Regions from separate parts of the Cricetulus griseus genome. Here region 1 is linked to region 2. Evidence: chromatin contacts called from public Micro-C data. All regions are on one chromosome and are shown on one strand. Each heading gives the region's core, a stretch centred on a gene start, on an enhancer-like site or on the middle of the called end of the contact. The rest is flanking DNA. Distances are from core to core; before and after follow the strand shown.

Region 1 (2,700 bases), core at 61-2,560, 47 kb before region 2:
GAGAGAGGGAGAGCGAAAGTTAGCTAATAGCCATGTGCTTGTATCGTCTGTTCTAAAGGGAGATGGTGATTTAACCACAGGAGCAGCTCAGCTCAGAGCATGCATATGAACACACTGCAGTGGGGTGTAAGTGTCAGTCAGTCTTGGATAATTATAGCTAGCATAGAATACTAGAAAACAGAGATGCATCATTTCTTAGGAGCCTGTATGTGTAGCCTGGGAAAATCAATCTGAATGGTAGGGATATTTGGTATTTATAGACGGAAAAATACTTTTAGTCAGACACAAATATTCTGGGAAAATACCATTTTGTTAATAGACATTTTGACTGACATCTAAGTTTTTTGTTGTATTGGTAGAATCTATATTTACACTGTTAACACTTTTTGACTTAAAATGTCAGGTACTATAGGTATTATGGAGGAAGGGCTCATAACATGACTTGTGTTGATATTTCCTTGTTTTCTTTTCTTAGGATTTGCATGGGCAACAGATCTATCTACAGACTTAGAAAGTCAACTTTCAGTTAGTTGTAAATGTTATGAGGCTGCTAATGAAATCTTGCAATTTAGTGACTTAAAAAGTCAGAATCCTGAACATTATGTACAAGTGTTGAAGAGAATGGGAAATATTAGAAATGAAATTGGTGTGTTTTACATGAATCAGGCTGCTGCACTGCAGGGTGAGCGAGTAGGTGAGTGTCTATGTCCTCTTCGATACCTATTGTACTGAGAATCACACTGTTTGTGGGTGGAGCAAAGAACTGGCACTTGAGGGTGTGTGACGACAAGGTTCTCTTCTATGCTCTTAAGAAATAGAGAAAACATTATTTCCTCCTTGGGATTCATTCTTCCCAGTATCTTCCATTTTAACTTCTATACTTCAGACTGTCCAGTCAGCTTAGAAACAACTTGAACAGCCAGCCATGTGCCAGCTTCTGTATTGGGTGTGTGTCTGGAAATTTCCCACTTGGAAATCTATAAATACAGATTTCTGGGAAATGTGTTAAAGGTTACATGCAGTGCAGTGGAAAGGGGAAACTGTCCTAGTTGTGCACAGACCCACAAGTTCAAGGTCAAGGTTCTTTTCTTGGCTTTCAGACAGCCCTTTCCTACTGTGTTCTCACAAGGCCCTTTCTCTGTGTATACCTTTGCTGTCTCTTCCCTTCTTACAGGGGTCAGAGGCATATTGGATCAGGACCTCACTCTTAGTGACTTCATTTCACCTGAATCACTCTTCAAAGACCTCATTCTAAGCATAGTCACATTGTGAGCTAGTGGGGGTTAGTGCTTCACTGAATGACTCATGAAGGATGTTTCCTCATGTGTCAGGCATCAGAGAGAGTGCTGCGGTTGACCCCATTGGTCACACTGATGTCTGCTTATGCAATTGTTTTCTTTCTTTCTTTGTGAAGTGAGCAAATCTGTGTCTGCTGCAGAGCAACAATTGTGGAAAAAAAGCTTTTCTTGTTTTGAAAAGGGGATTCACAACTTTGAGTCGATTGACGATGCTACAAATGCTGCCCTTCTGCTGTGCAACACAGGAAGACTTATGCGGGTCTGTGCACAGGCGCACTGTGGTGCAGAGGATGAGTTCAAACGGGAGTTCTCTCCAGAAGAGGGCTTGTATTACAGCAAGGTAAGGTGGTTGCCTTATATTGGCCTCATCTTCTCATCCTTATAAAACTAAATATGAGTACAACATTGTGACGGCTAAGGGATGAACAGCTCATAGGAACAGTAAGGTGTTAGTGCTGAGGATGGCACGTGGAATTATTGGGTTAGATGCTTCAGTAAATGGTGTTGGTGCAACTAGAGTAAATGTTCGGTGTATTAAAGATTGCGTGGAGAGAGTGAAACTGGGAAAGTACCAGAAGATACAGGTGGAAGGCTGTGTGTCCAGCCCAGTATAGGAGATAGAAATGTACATCAGAGAGTACAAGTGGAAGCAGGTCTCACAGAAATGATCACACACACAGCACAGGTCATAGGTGAATGCACCCTTTAAGGTGTGAAGAAAGGTTAAGAAACTTGAATATGAAAAAGGGCAAATAACCTTAAAGTAAATGGTTTTAAAAAATATTTTAAATGTTTTTTAAAATCTAAAAATTTCAATTTATATTACATTTACAAGTTGAACCTGGCACTGAAGAGATGGCTCAATGTTTGAAAATGCTTGATATTCTTCCAGAGGATCAGAGTTCAGGTCCCATGCTGGGCAGTAGGTGAGCTATCCAGCTCCAGCTTCAGAAGATCCAATACTCTCTCCTGACCTTTCATGTACCCACACACATGTGCAGACACACATATACAAGTAAAAATCTGTCTAAGGAATAACTCAGAGCCACTTGCTGCATTCATGAAACCCCAGCACCTAGTTGACTGAGGCATGAGCATTGTAGACTACCTAGAAAGGGAAGGGGATGAGTTTATTTACCAAATTTTGCTACATTGTCTCCAGCGTTGGGAAGAGTACAAGAAAGGGGTCTGTGTGGCTCAGGAGGTAAGGGCACTTGACATCTAACCTGTAGACCTGAGTTCAGTCCCCAGAACTCACATGGTCAAAGGAGAGAACTGACTCCCACAGGTTATCTTTGAGTTTAATACATGCATGTATACACACAGTAAGTAAATGAAAACAAACGTTATAAAGACATGAGCTCTTAAGTTACTAGCTGTTTTGAAATTTTTTGCTCTCATG
Region 2 (2,700 bases), core at 63-2,562:
AAAAACCAAAAAACCCAAAAAAACAAACAAACAAAAAAGCCCATGCACTAAGTGTTAAATTTTGTTATGCATATTTTACCATACTAACAACAAAAACTATAAAGACTTGGGGGAAAATTGTTCATGAGTCTCAGTGCAATTCTATTGACATGTTTTAAATCTTTTTTCTATTATTAGCATTGTCATAGTTATGCATTACAAGAATATGTTTTTTTGGACAATTACAAAACCCAAGTAGAGGTCTGGATTTAGGAAGTAGCCATTTTAAGTTACTCTATCAGAGGTGTAATCCTGGTGTCATTACTGTCCACGATATAGACTGGTACATAAGAAGCTCCCGGGACACCTAGATCTCACCGTCATGGGAACTCTGGGTTAATGGGGGCCTTGGTGTCCTGACTGATGAAGAATCATTGGGGCTATTCACATTCCCTAAATTTCTCTGGCAAAGGCTTCCTTACTTCTAGGGGCAGCTCACTCTGGTTTCGGAATTAAACACACCTCATATGCTGCCGTAATTTTAAAGAAAAAAAAAAAGGGAGGGGGAGAATCACAGAGCCTCTTGTCAGGAAGTTAATGTTTTCTCTAGTTAATGATCTTTCTCAATAACCTTTACAAGGAGCTTCAAGTCAGCAGACTGTAGGATAAACCTGACTGGTAGAAGGTTCTAACCTTCAGGATGCTCCTTGCAAAAATCTGGCTTCTCTTAAAATCTGAAACTTTGGACCAGTACTTCATTTATCCACAAGTAGTGGCAGAGGCGGGGTAACACTCGCTAACTTGCCGCAATCCCTTTCTTTCGGTTCTATTCTTTTCAAGCAAGTCTTTTAACGACACTGTGGTCCCATGTGGTCGTCTTGTCTACTGAGAACTTTGTTAGGGAGATGGCATGGGCCCGGCCCCTGCCAGGATCAGCCGGCCTTCTGGCGCGGACTCCGGGAGCGCCGGTCAGCCCCTCTTTGCACGGGAGTCACGGATCGCTAGGGCCTGCGTGCAAGTCCACAGACCTGTGCCCTAGTCGGGTCCTGAGCCCGACACCTACCTCGCGGGCTCAGAAGCAGGACCGACCTGCACGCCGCGGGGCAAGAATCTCGCGGTCCCTGTCGGGGCTGCTGAGCACAGACAACCGGGAGCCGCCCCTCACCCGGCAGCTAGCGGTCCCCGGGCTCGTACCTCAGGCGCGTGGGCCGCCCGTACACATCTGGCTGTGCACGCGCACAGGCATCTAGGCGCCGGCGGAAGGAACGCAGGATGGGCCCAACCACTGCGCACACAGGAAAGACCCGGAGAGAATGAGGACGGCAGGAGGATGGAGGGAAGAAGAGAGGGTCACACCATGACCCCGCGGTGAAGATAAATCTGTCACATTAGTTCTGCGGGACTCATCCAGGGCTCTGTCTGGGTCGCGCCGACTCCGCGGCGAACTTTTTGAGCCTGTTTACCCCTAGGCCAACGATAGACCGGAAGGACAGGGGCGGGATTTGCGCAGGCGCAGTGTGGCCGGCAGCATGGCATCCAAAGCTAAGAAGCGAGCGTTGGGAAACGGGGTTCAGCGGCCTCTGGGACAGCAGGACCAGCGCGAGGAGGAAGAAGAGGATGAGGTGGAGGGTGAGGAAGAAGACGATGAAGACAGTGACGAGGAAGAGGATGAAGACGAGATCGTGGACGAGGTGAGGCACATGTGACCATATTTTTGGGAGAAAACAAAATTCAGGCAACCGAAGCTGTGGTAAAGTGATAGTCGCTGTGGTTCAGGAGTTGAACCTTACGTGGTACATTCTTACCCAGGTTCTCACCTCAGGCTTTTCTACACATAACTCCTTGAAGCCCTGCCCGGGTGAATTACATCCCCCAGAAGCCGGCCAATCCCACACACACTTACTTCAGTGGCCCAAGTCTTTACTGGCCCAGCGTACCGACGAAGTTTCTTCTCTCCTCTCCCTGCTACACTGGCTTGCTCACTCTGGCCCTTTGCAGTTTCGTAAAGGCTACCTGCATTGTCCTACACTCTTCAAACGCTCTTCATCCTGCATAGTTTCCCCTTCGTTATGTCTGTCTGTCTGTCTGTCTGTCTAATCACAGCTAGACCGTATTTCCTGCCTCCCTGGGACAGCCAACGTGGTCAGATTTGGTTTTGTGGTCTCACAGAACTGATGTCCTTTCTTAGTACCTACTTTCCGGTGGTTGAAGCCCTTCTTTCTAGGTGAATGATTAGGATTCAAACAGTGTTCAAGACAATTGCTGTCTAGGGACTTCAGACTTGACGGTCCAAAGCAGGGTTTATAATAGTTCCCCAGTTTGCCGGTGTTATGCCTCCTATCTCACCCCTCACCCAGTCCATCAGTAAATTCTATTAGCTTTTTCCTTCAGTATCCAGGCACATATTGATCCTGCTACTATTCTAGTTCACACTTCCATCATCTCTTGTCTGGTTACTATAAAGGTTTTCCTTTTTTTTTTTTTTTTTTTTAGATGAAATTAAGACTGGGATAGCCACAGCGAAATTACCTGTAACTTTATTTTGTTGTTTTTGAAGTGCTGCGAATCAAACCCAGTATACTGTGCATGGTAGGCAAGCACTTTACCATTGAGTCATACTTCCAGCCATCTATAGTAGCTTTTCACTGTCATGCCTTTCCATTTTTGTCCTTCTACTGTCTGTACTCCATTTACTGCCAGAGAGATCTGGCTGGTCTATTC

What was found. Hi-C and Micro-C count contacts between places; a contact is called where the count stands out from the background.
Region 1: a contact with region 2 is called in a Micro-C map of the CHO-K1 cell line, with 2.9 times the contacts expected there. The contact joins the enhancer-like site here to the promoter of Uros in region 2. A contact is called at or near these places in 2 of 8 Hi-C or Micro-C datasets (both in the CHO-K1 cell line).

The regions. Positions count from the first base shown.
Region 1 is chr3:67,208,426-67,211,125 of CriGri-PICRH-1.0, reverse strand. It overlaps Edrf1 (erythroid differentiation-related factor 1), which reads left to right. Exons shown (of 24, transcript XM_027409127.2): 17 at 476-694; 18 at 1,415-1,638. Among named protein-coding and RNA genes, the nearest start is that of Mmp21, 22 kb to the right of the region's middle. Within about 2 kb of position 1,310, at least 3 of the 6 cell types and tissues checked have open chromatin away from gene starts, as enhancers often do. A contact at or near this core is called in the CHO-K1 cell line, where this site is marked.
Region 2 is chr3:67,161,810-67,164,509 of CriGri-PICRH-1.0, reverse strand. Uros (uroporphyrinogen-III synthase) reads right to left here and starts at 1,312. Exons shown (of 9, transcript XM_027409123.2): 1 at 1,174-1,312. It overlaps Bccip (BRCA2 and CDKN1A-interacting protein), which reads left to right and starts at 1,478. Exons shown (of 7, transcript XM_027409117.2): 1 at 1,478-1,670. The coding sequence starts at 1,509.